4 separate regions of the Mus musculus genome follow, and all the other regions are linked to region 4. The links are chromatin contacts, called in public HiChIP or PLAC-seq, Micro-C and promoter capture Hi-C maps. All regions are on one chromosome and are shown on one strand. The core of a region is the stretch at or near the end of the contact, and the rest is flanking DNA. Distances in the headings are between cores, read along the strand shown. Region 1 holds the start of Sat2 (spermidine/spermine N1-acetyl transferase 2). Region 2 holds the start of Arhgef15 (Rho guanine nucleotide exchange factor (GEF) 15). Region 3 overlaps Dnah2 (dynein, axonemal, heavy chain 2). Region 4 holds the start of Gucy2e (guanylate cyclase 2e).

Region 1 (2,700 bases), core at 134-2,633, 390 kb before region 4:
CTTTAATCCCAGCACCTTTAATTCCTGCAGAGGCAGGCAGACCTCTGAGTTGGAGGCCAGCCTGGTCTACAGAGCAAGTTCTAGGACAATCAGGACTACACAGAGAAACCCTGTCTTGAACAACAAACAATAAAAAGAAAAATCTTTCTCATCCCCCTCATTCAACCTCGACACTCCCACTTACGTGACTGATTGATTGATTGATTGATTGATGGTTTGGCTGACTGGCTGGCTTTCGTTTGGGGGCGGTAACTAGTTTGTAAGCCCCACCCCTTTGCTCACCTCAGCCACCTTTTTGATTATTTTGGTACCAATCCCTTGACCTATAGTGGAGAAAGGGACAGGAAGGACTATTATTTGAGTTGAAAGGGTATCAAAGGAAACTATAATCTGAGGTTGGGGTAATGGGATAGGTCTGAGGACTGTTCATTGGGTCTGTGGGCATTCTGTCCATCCTTAGCCCCAGCCAGTACCCCGATATTGCGGCATCACATAGATGTCTTCCAGATAAACGTTTCGTCCGGTCCATGTGCTATAGATGAAGTAGTACAGCCCATAGCCCACCACAAGGGACCCTGAAAATGAGAGAGAAGAGTGAGGCTTTTGGGAGGAAAAACACGGAGGATAACTGCAGGCTTCCTTACCTTGTGACTCCCCAGGTGCTGGGATAATCTCTGCCACCAAACAGTGAAAGAAAGGGTTCTCTCCAAAGCCATCTGCTCGCAGAGCTATAAAGATTGGAGGTATGACAAAAAAGGCAGAGATGGGCCGGGAAAAACCGGAACTTGGAGTAAAGCCCAGTCCAGTAGTTACGATCTTAGGACTCCATCCTTCCACCCCATCACCCGCCCCCCATCTCAATCAGGACCCAGGTGCACAGCCTCACCCACCTTCTTCACTGATCTTCACCTGATGGGACAGTTTCTCGAACTCTGCCAGTTCCTATAACAGGGGTACCAAAACAACATTAAGGCAGGAAGGTCCTGATCTCTGAGAACAGGGTCCAAAGGTGCACCCTCATTTCTGACTCCCCAACTCCAGCCAAACTGCTCCCAGCCCCCCACCCCCACCCCGCACTGTTTTTCCAAACCGCAGTCTTTACCCGGATCATCCTCATAATGTCTCCACAATCGCTCTCCCTGGCCTCTCGGATTCGCGTGGAAGCCATTCCGAGCCTCACTGTCAAAAATCAAAGATCACAGACAACTCCCACGTTTGCAGAACCGCGGAGGTCTGGTCTCAAAGCTCAGGTCTCAAAGTGCTGGGAGCGAGGGGCAGAAGAAATGCTAGAAGCTTCTAGACAAGATTCTGGCACCAACCGGTCTCAGCTGGGAGGATTAGCCGGCCTGGTGGTCTCTTCTGCCAGAAAAGGCCTTAAATTCTGAGCCCCCTCCGGGCCTCCCTGCAGCCAATCAGCTTGCTGCTTACGACCATTTCCCCACCCCCACCCCCTGGTCCCGCCTCGCCTCGCTGTCCAGTGACTGGACTCTGCGCCGGACTACTTAAGCTTCCTGTTTGTTTGTTTATTTTTTGTATTTTGTATTTTATTTATTTATTTTGGTTTTTCGAGACAGGGTTTCTCTGTGTAGCCTTGGCTATCCAGTCTGTGTCGTACATACCTCAAGCTTAAAAGTCCTCCCCTACCCTGCTTTAGTTAGAGTACACTCCAGTTAGCTGCTTTAGTTTTCACTCTTAGCCGTCTAATCACTGGGGCATCCCCGACCCTGAGGGAGCCCAAGACCCCCGACCGGTTCCTGTAGCTGTCTTTGGTAGTGGAAGCCCTGTGCTATGCCTCTGGCAGCTTTTCCTCCTTCCCTTCTTTGGTTCTAGGCATTAAATCCAGTACTCAGGACATGCTGAAAAAAGCCCTACACTTGATTCCTATAGCTGTTTTGTGGCTCATAATGGTGTCCTCAAAGGGACAGTTGTGTTTTGACGTTTCCTCATTAGGTTCTGTTAACAAATCCCTGTAATTAACAGTAACAGCAGGTCCCTTATTCTTTTTTCTCCTTTATATCTGATAGGGTTTGTTGTTGTTGTTGTTGTTTTGTGGTTTTTTTGTTTGTTTGTTTTTTGTTTTTGAGAGGCTGGCCTCGAACTCAGAAATCCACCTGCCTCTGCCTCCCAAGTGCTAGGATTAAAGGCGTGCGCCACCAAGCCAGGCCTGATAGGGTTTTCAGGGAGTGGAAGATTTTCCTGGATATGTAGCCCAGGCTAGGCTCAAATTTGCTGTGTAGCCAAGGATGATCTAGAACTACTGATTTTCCTGCCTCTACCTCCCCAGTGCTGGGATTATGTATATCACTATATCTGACTTAGCCTCAAACCTTTGATGTTCTGGGCTCAATACCCCTTTGTTCTCCAGTAGCAACTGGGGCTACAATCTTGTGCCACCGTGTCCACCTCTTTTTTTGCTTTGTTTTTGTTTTTGTTTTTTTGAGACAAAGAGTCTCACTCTAACACCCATGCTGGCCTGAAACTCATGATACAGCTGAGGCTCTCCTCAAACTCAAAGCAGCCTCTTATCTCTTACAACTTCTCCAGTGTCAAGTGTTTGGGTTGTCGGTGTGAGCACCACGCCCACTCAGCCTTGAGTTCTTATTTTATTTTCAGTGAGTGAGTGTGCTGTCTGTGCAGTTGTGCTTGCTGGTGCATGCGAATTCTCGGGGAGCAAGAAGTCTAGGTTGAATCTCTTCTTCA
Region 2 (2,700 bases), core at 17-2,516, 280 kb after region 4:
CCATTTTTTTCTTTTTTTCTTCTTTCTTTCTTTCTTTTTTTTTTTTTTTTTTTTTTTTTTTTTGAGACAAGACCTGACCAGGTAGCCCAGTGGATTGAAATTTTAGAGTAGCCAGAACAGACCTCTTTGAGAGGGTTCCTTCCAGCTGCCCAGAGAACATGAAGAAATGCTTCAGGGAGATTTCTGGGAAGATTTTCAGGCATTAGGAGAACTCCAAAAATCCTAAGGTAGGAATAGGCCTGAAGGGAGAAGCTGGGAAATAGGGCAGATTGTGTGGTCCCTTAGAAAGACTAGGTTTTTTGGCTTTCTGCAAGAAGGGGTTTAAACCATCTTTCAATACAAGCTTACCTGATTTTTCTTCCCAGTGTCTTGATGTGTGCCCACGGAGTAACATCTGACAGGAACTTGCCCCTGCAACCCCCACCAGTCTCCCTCCCTCCTTTCTCCCCCAGCATTGACTTCCAGGACATTCGCTGTGGGAGCTTCCCAGTGCAACACTGAGAGCTGGGGCCTCCCGAGGAACTGGGAACACAGAATAGTGAGCAGCAAGTCACTCTACAGATCCAGGGGATCCCCTTCCCCACCACCCTCAACACTCACAACCCTGGTCTGACACAATGGCTGGGTGGGGCCAAGGCACTGGCTTCCTCTGCGGAGATGGAAATCTGGGCCTTCAGTTCCCGCCTCAGAGACGCAGGAACAGTTATCTGGAGAGTTTGGGCGGCATTTGGTGCTCCGAAGGGACAGGGGAAAGATTTGCTGAAAACAAAAAAACGACCTCAAACCATAGAGGTAAATTCCTGGTGGGGTGGGGTGGGGCCTCTGCAGATGTGGGGGAGGGTGGAGAAGAGAGGATCCCTCAGTGCAAAGTGTGGTTGGCTCACACCAAGGTTGGAAGATGGGGACGTAGACAGTTGTGCAAGCCAGACATCCCTTAGCTAAGAGGGAGGCATGAAGATGGTCATGCCGTTCTGCCAGCCCAGCTTGCCCAGGGCTGCCCACCCTCATTTGAACACCCTCCCACACACACACCCGCACCGTCACACACACACACCCCTCCCGCCACGCAGCAGTACAGGTGAGGGTGCATCGGAAACTAGCCTCCTCTGCATACCTGCGTGCCAGTCTTCTCTAACCTCCAACATCTTGGATGCCGGATTCCTCACATCCTCTAGGCCCGGTGTGCGCATGTGGAGCCTGGTGTGGCTGGGGGTGGTGGTGTCCGGTTGGGAGGAGGATCGGATTCCTGTTTCCTGCCCCTACTCACTCAGCTCTCGGAGGTGACTGGGAGTGGAGGGAACTGGAGGGTAAGTGCTTGGGGTCCCCCGACTCTCTGGGCTCATTCTGGAGTGGGTAAGGAAGTAACATGCGGTACCCGGTATGGGGAAGGGTGGGTTCCCTGAAGGTGCAGAGACTGGGGAACAGGAGGCCAAGCTTGGGTAACCACACTGACTGGTTGGTTTATTGGCACCATGCAGGGGCCACTGAGTGAGCTGCAATCTAAGGGGTTCCTGATAGCCATCTTTTCTCAACTTAACCTGGGACTGGAAGGCTATGATTTCTGACTGCCATAGGGAATTTAGAGGCTCTCTTGTGTCCCAGCTCTTCTCCCCATCCTCCTGATCCTCAAGAGGTAGAGTAGCACAGGTCCCACCGTCCCTGGGCTGCTGGTTCTGTGCCTCAGCCTGAACTTGTAGCCACCTCCCTGGCATTAGACAGGACCCAGAGTCAAACTGGAGCCTCTTTCTATGACCAGACCCAGGTGTGGCAGGAATAAGAGGATGGGAAGCAGAAGAGACCAGGCTGGGGCCTCCTGGTCTCCTGGGGTCAGAGGCTCCAGGAATCTTCAGGGCAGGAAAAGGAGACTAAAAATAATCCGGAAAGGGAGAGTCCGGAGAGAGGAACTGGGAAATGGGAGGGGGGAGGAGAGGCAGCCAGAGTAGGGAAACAGTGATGCATCCCTCAGCTCCTGCACCACACACACACACACACACACACACACACACACACACTCACTCACTCACACACACACTCACACATACACACACTCACAATACACACTCACACACACATATACTCACACACACATACATACCACACACACACTCACACCACACACTCACACACACATACACACCACACACTCTCACACACACACTCACACATACACCACACGCACACACACAAACACACACACTCACATATACACACACTCACACATACACACCACACAACACTGTCACACACACACTCACACATACACCACACACTCACACACACCACACACCACACAAACACACACACATACACACCACACACACACACTCACACATACACACCACACACACACTCTCTCTCACACACACATACACACCACACACACTCTCTCTCTCTCACACACATACACACCACACACACCACACACACTCTCTCACACACACACCGCACACACCACACACACACACACACAGTGCTCGAACCACATATTTCTTGATGTGTCTGTGACCAGCCACGACTGACTCCACTCTTCCACAACACAGCTTCCCAGGGCACACTCAACTCTCACTCATCCAGCCCTGGTTAACAGCGCACACCCGCTTACATAAACTCCTACACACAGCAACTACACCAGCAAGGTGATTTCTCCTCATTGAATCTTGCTACCCCTGCCTCCCCATCCTCCCCAACGGCCTGTCCCTA
Region 3 (2,700 bases), core at 19-2,518, 290 kb before region 4:
CTGCAGTGGGATTTGATGCCCTCTTCTGGTGTGTCTGAAGACAGCGACAGTGTACTCACATACATATAATAAATAAAATCTTGAGAGAGAGAGAGAGAGAGAGAGAGAGAGAGAGAGAGAGAGACAGATCCATTTAACTTGCTACAACAGTAGATGAGAGATTTTACTGTATTCTCCAGGTTAGGGTGGCTAGTTTAAACTTCCTTTAAAAAATGACTACGCACAGTAGCTTAGTGGAACCTTCAGGAGGCCCTGCACTCAATCCCCAGCACAGAAAGGGAAAAAAAGAGTCATGTCTCTCGGCATTCTGATTTTAGACTCCAAGGAGTGTCTCCTCCTGCCATGCCCACGCCTTTCTCCACTGTGATGCTCTGTGCCCTGTCACACCGTTAGCCAAAATAAACCCTTCTTCACTGGGGCAGGGGTAGAGGTGGGAGTGGGGGAGTCCATAACCTAGTATCTGATAAAAGGGGCAAAGAGTGAGACCTGGGACATGAAGGCAGCTCACAGCCCAGGATCCACAGAACACAGGGAAAAGGCATAATCAAATCTAGTGAATTTCACAAACAGGTGTGAACCCTAAACTGTGCTGAAGCTCCAAGTTCCTTCTCTTCCCGCACTTGGTTGGGGGAAAACCTTGGAGCATTCCAAACATCCCCCAAGAGGTTTGTCATTTAACAAAGATTTGCTATTGCCTTAAATTAGCCTTAACCACGTGCCCCTCCTCACACAAGTCTCTCAGGCTACAGAAAAGAGAATAACATAAAATACCTAATCCTTTCACTTTACCTTCAAGAGGCAAAATAAACTGGCCTCTCCCAGTGGGGCATCAAGAAGTCGCCCACAGTGTGCTAGAGCCAAAAGAGTGAATTGACAAAGCTGCTCAGGCATGAGCAAAATGGGGCGAAATTGCATGGCAACGGCGGGCACATTATACCAAGGACAAAGGGAAGAAAAAAAAAAAAAAGAACAAAGCGCGTATACAGGAGGGAGATCTAACCCAAGGAAGGAGGCTCCTCACAACAGCCACGGTGCAACTCGATACCAACATGAATTCAGTCTCTACGAGATGATAAAAGGTGGAAGGAGATGAAAGGGGGAGGTGGGGCACGGATCTTAGGGAACGAATAAGGCAGCGTGCTACAAAACCAGATGAGAAATGGCGGGGAACTGAATAGCTGTGGTTGAAAATCCGTCACCGACTGAGCGCAAGGCTGAGGCAGCCGCCGTTCATGAGAAAGAAAAGGCCGGACACATTAATGCAATTAGGGAGACGCGAATAGACACGAGGGATGGGCACAGCCCAGCTGCAGGAGTAGACAGCCGTCACAGTGTGGATTTAGAGAGAACATACAAAGAATTTTCCTGAGATGCACAAGGAACGGCGTCTGGGAGTGAGAAGGCTGCGCTGTTGCTGCTTACCGACGGCCTCTCACGTTAATGTCAGCGTGCATTTTAGTTTCAGCACTGAAATGTAAGGATGCCAGTTCTGGGGAACATTATGGCGTTCCACCGAGAACATTTAGCTTCAACCTAATAACAAGCATTTAGATAAATCCAAATTAAGGGACATTTGAAAAACATCTGGCTTGATTCTTAGAGTGATTGATAGTACAACGTAAAAGAGAAAGCCCGACATGATGGTACATGCTTGTAATCCTGTCACCTGAGAGGCTAAAACAGGAGGACACACACACACACACACACACACACACACACACACACACACACAGAGGATAGCAAAGGATAGGAGTTGTTGAAATGAAAGGAGGTTGTAGGAAACAGAGGCAGGAAGGAGTATTAGGAGTTCCAGGCCAGCCTGAGTATGAAACTCTGTCTATACCCCACCAAAAAAACCTAAACAAACAAACAAACAAACAAAAATGCACCTCAAACACCACACACTCACACACTCACTCACACACACACACTCACTCACACACACACACTCACTCACACACACTCACACACACACACTCACTCATTCACACACACACACACACACACACACACACTCACACACTCTCTCTCTCTCACACACACACACACAGAGGCTAGGCATGGTGGTACATACCTTTAATTTCAGCATTAGGGAGATAGAGGTGGAAGGATTCTGTGAGTTGAAAGCCATCCTAATTTATGTAGCAGTGTATTCTAGACCAGGGCTTACATAGTGAGACCCTGTTTCAGAAGAGAAACAGCAGCAACAACAAAATAAGACGATGGATAGCCCTGGGCGGGATATGGATGGGGAGGAAGAGATCCAGCTATACGTGACATCATTTGGACAACTGGAGGAAGTTAAATGTGGACATATATTGTATTAGATAAATTTTTCTATCACCATAATTACAGTAATTTTAGAAGATACAGGCCAAGCATTAAGGGTGTGGCATCTGGATGCCTGCAGCTCACAAAGGCTCAGGTATAAAGAGGGGACAGACAGATGGAGCATTGACATTGAATCCAGGAGGCAAGGATATTTTGTTAACTTTATTTTTCTTGAAAATTTTCTACGAGTTGGAGTTTTTTGAAAATAAAAATTGAAAGAGCCGGGGGTGGTGGCCCAGGTCTGCAGTCGCAGCTGCTAGAAAGCAGAGGCAGAATTTCTGCAATCGTGAGTTCACAGCTGAGACTCAAAAAAAAAAAAAAAAAAAAAAAAGGAAGAAAGAAAGAAAGAAAGAAAAAAAATCGAACATG
Region 4 (2,700 bases), core at 168-2,667:
ACCACGCCCAGCTTCTTGTGGAATTTTTGTAATTCTACTTGTTTAAAGTTTTTCCCTAAAGCTTGCATATGAGTTGGAAGGCAGGAGAGAGGGAGGGAGGGAAGAGAGAAATTATGCAGGAGATGAAAGATAACAATTTAATCAAAACTAACCACTGAAGGGGTAAATGAATGTCCTGTGCCTGTAGATAGAATACCTCAGAGCAAGGGGGTACGGAGTGGCTGCAGCAGTCCCAAGCCTGGAGAGACCAGTCAACAGGTCCAGACCTTACTTATTGGCTGGCTCTCAGCACACAGGTGTGGCTCACAACTGTGTGTAACTCCAGCATTCTGATGCCTCTTCTGACCTCCATCGGCCATTGCACACATGTGGTGCACACATACATACATACATACATACATACATACATATACTCAGGCACCCATACATATGTAGAAAATAATTTTTTTTTTGAGACAGGGTCTATGTGTAGCCTTGGCTGTCCTGGAAGTCTCTAGGTATACTTGGCTGACTTCGAACTCATAGAGATCCATCCACCTGCCTCTGCTTCCCTTGTGCTGGGAACAAAGGCTATTACACTCTGCTATAAATATTTTTTTTACAGTTAAAATTGCAGCAATTATATGTTTGCTGTCTATCAACCTATGAACAATAGATGGAGTGACAGTTTATAATTGTGAAAAACTTAACATCTATGATGTTCTTCAAAATTTCCCCCTAGCTTTAGTGTCCACGGATGATTTTTAAAATTAACTCTATTATCTTATTTATCTTTGTCTGTATGTACAGACAGTGCACCACCAGGTGCTTTCTCTCAGAAGCTAGCACTGGATCCTCTGGAATTGGAGTTACAGATGATTGTGAGCCATCATGTGGGTGCTGGGAAATGAACCTGGGTCCTCCGAAGAAAGCAGCAAACGCTCCTAACCATTGAACCTTTATCTCTCCTCCTTCCCACAGATGATTCTTTTCTGAGACGGGGTTTCTCTGTGTAGCCCTGGCTGTCCTGGAACTCACTCTGTAGACCAGGCTGGCCTCGAACTCAGAAATCCGCCTGCCTCTGCCTCCCAAGTGCTGGGATTAAAGGCGTGCGCCACCACGCCCGGCCCCACAGATGATTCTTATCTGATTCCCTTTTTGAAGAGACAGCTGAAAAAGATAAACATTTTATTTTCATATGTAAGTCTGACGTTGAATTCGTGCGCGGTGTGAGGTACAGTCCAGATTCGCTTTCTCTCCCTGTATGATTAGTTAAAGCAACTGTGGCTGTCTAGAAGCAGGGCAGACCCCACTCTACAGAGGAGCTGTAGAGACTCTCAACCTCCATCAGCCCGCCCTGTTCTGCTTGATTAAAAGATCCTAATCGGCTTGGAGGGATTAAGGGCTGCAGCGGGCTGTTCCCACACCCCCCGCCCTGGGCTGGGCTGCCAGGGGAGACCGAAGGGGCATCGATCCTGTGACCCCTTAGCCAAGCCCTAGCCCCGGACTTTCCGGTAAGTAATGAATGACCCACACAGGAACTTCGGTCCTGTATGAAGGCGTGGGAGTATTCCCCACTGAACCCCCAAGACTGCTGAAGAGGAAGGGAGGATAAACAATCTAAGTACAAACAGGCTAAACCAAAAAGACCTTGGGGCGATGAGCTGGGCTGCCATCTAGGGTCCTGGAAGCCAAGACACCCTAGGGGGTTGGGCGGAATTTGAGAAACAGGCTTGAGGGGAGAACCTTACGGGAGTGAGTGCTGAGGGCCCTCAACTCTTATCTTGTTCGCTCTGTGTTCACAGAAGAAGGCAATGAGCGCTTGGCTCCTGCCAGCCGGAGGGCTTCCCGGCGCCGGGTTCTGTGTCCCTGCGCGGCAGTCTCCGTCCAGTTTCTCGCGGGTCCTGCGCTGGCCAAGGCCTGGGCTACCGGGACTCCTGCTACTGCTACTGCTCCCATCTCCTTCTGCCCTCTCTGCTGTGTTCAAAGTGGGGGTGCTGGGCCCCTGGGCTTGCGACCCCATCTTTGCACGGGCCCGACCAGACCTGGCTGCGCGTCTGGCCGCCAACCGCCTGAATCGTGACTTTGCTTTAGACGGCGGCCCCCGGTTCGAGGTTGCGCTGCTCCCAGAGCCCTGCCTGACTCCGGGCTCACTAGGGGCTGTGTCCTCTGCGCTGTCTCGAGTCTCTGGCCTGGTGGGTCCGGTGAACCCCGCAGCCTGTCGGCCAGCCGAACTGTTGGCTCAAGAAGCTGGAGTAGCGCTGGTGCCCTGGGGCTGCCCTGGCACGCGGGCGGCGGGTACTACAGCCCCGGCGGTGACCCCCGCTGCAGATGCTCTCTACGTCCTCCTTAGAGCATTCCGCTGGGCGCGCGTGGCCCTGATCACTGCACCCCAAGACCTGTGGGTGGAGGCGGGACGCGCTCTGTCCACAGCACTCAGGGCCCGGGGTTTGCCAGTTGCCCTAGTGACTTCCATGGAGACTTCAGACCGGTCTGGAGCCCGGGAGGCCCTCGGGAGGATCCGAGATGGGCCTAGAGTTAGAGGTAAGCTCCCCAGTAGAGTGCGGGCAAGGTGGGTGGGTCCTGCCGAGAGTGGACAGCGTAGCGAGCCAGCCTCTGTGTCCGTCCGCTCCGCAGTAGTGATCATGGTGATGCACTCGGTGCTGCTGGGCGGCGAGGAGCAGCGCTACCTACTGGAAGCTGCAGAAGAACTGGCTCTGA

The links. Promoter capture Hi-C pulls out the DNA fragments that hold promoters and counts their contacts. A called contact is a pair of places that touch in the nucleus more often than the background predicts. HiChIP or PLAC-seq counts read pairs in DNA pulled down with a chosen protein or histone mark.
Region 1: a contact with region 4 is called in a promoter capture Hi-C map of liver, with 2.9 times the contacts expected there. The contact joins the promoter of Sat2 here to the promoter of Gucy2e in region 4. A contact is called at or near these places in 19 of 39 promoter capture datasets (the 3T3-L1 cell line, 3T3-L1-derived adipocytes, the C10 cell line and 13 more), 2 of 115 datasets of contacts at active chromatin or transcription factors (astrocytes and large pre-B cells) and 2 of 9 other capture datasets (adipose tissue and pancreatic islet).
Region 2: a Micro-C map of embryonic stem cells shows a contact between it and region 4, with 1.8 times the contacts expected there. The contact joins the promoter of Arhgef15 here to the promoter of Gucy2e in region 4. A contact is called at or near these places in 5 of 39 promoter capture datasets (hematopoietic stem and progenitor cells, liver, neutrophils and 1 more), 3 of 484 Hi-C or Micro-C datasets (embryonic stem cells, liver and pre-B cells) and 2 of 115 datasets of contacts at active chromatin or transcription factors (bone marrow-derived macrophages and pancreatic cancer cells).
Region 3: an H3K4me3 HiChIP or PLAC-seq map of forebrain shows a contact between it and region 4, with 5 times the contacts expected there. The contact joins the enhancer-like site here to the promoter of Gucy2e in region 4. A contact is called at or near these places in 25 of 39 promoter capture datasets (the 3T3-L1 cell line, 3T3-L1-derived adipocytes, the C10 cell line and 16 more), 1 of 15 datasets of contacts at CTCF or cohesin (the NIH/3T3 cell line), 1 of 484 Hi-C or Micro-C datasets (bone marrow-derived macrophages), 14 of 115 datasets of contacts at active chromatin or transcription factors (bone marrow-derived macrophages, craniofacial prominence, embryonic basal ganglia and 7 more) and 2 of 9 other capture datasets (adipose tissue and liver).

The regions. Positions count from the first base shown.
Region 1 is chr11:69,620,735-69,623,434 of GRCm38.p6, reverse strand. It overlaps Sat2 (spermidine/spermine N1-acetyl transferase 2), which reads right to left and starts at 1,383. Exons shown (of 6, transcript NM_026991.3): 1 at 1,103-1,383; 2 at 891-942; 3 at 645-728; 4 at 474-575; 5 at 283-323. The coding sequence starts at 1,168.
Region 2 is chr11:68,955,453-68,958,152 of GRCm38.p6, reverse strand. It overlaps Arhgef15 (Rho guanine nucleotide exchange factor (GEF) 15), which reads left to right and starts at 1,266. Exons shown (of 16, transcript NM_177566.4): 1 at 1,266-1,307. Gm32273 (predicted gene, 32273) reads right to left here and starts at 1,166. Exons shown (of 3, transcript NR_168013.1): 1 at 1,115-1,166; 2 at 349-759.
Region 3 is chr11:69,525,834-69,528,533 of GRCm38.p6, reverse strand. The region is part of intron 4 of Dnah2 (dynein, axonemal, heavy chain 2); the gene reads left to right. Among named protein-coding and RNA genes, the nearest start is that of Dnah2, 22 kb to the left of the region's middle. Within about 2 kb of position 1,268, at least 80 of the 459 cell types and tissues checked have an H3K27ac peak or open chromatin away from gene starts, as enhancers often do. A contact at or near this core is called in craniofacial prominence, embryonic basal ganglia, embryonic forebrain and 3 more, where this site is marked.
Region 4 is chr11:69,235,739-69,238,438 of GRCm38.p6, reverse strand. Gucy2e (guanylate cyclase 2e) reads left to right here and starts at 1,417. Exons shown (of 19, transcript NM_008192.3): 1 at 1,417-1,493; 2 at 1,785-2,523; 3 at 2,617-2,700. The coding sequence starts at 1,794.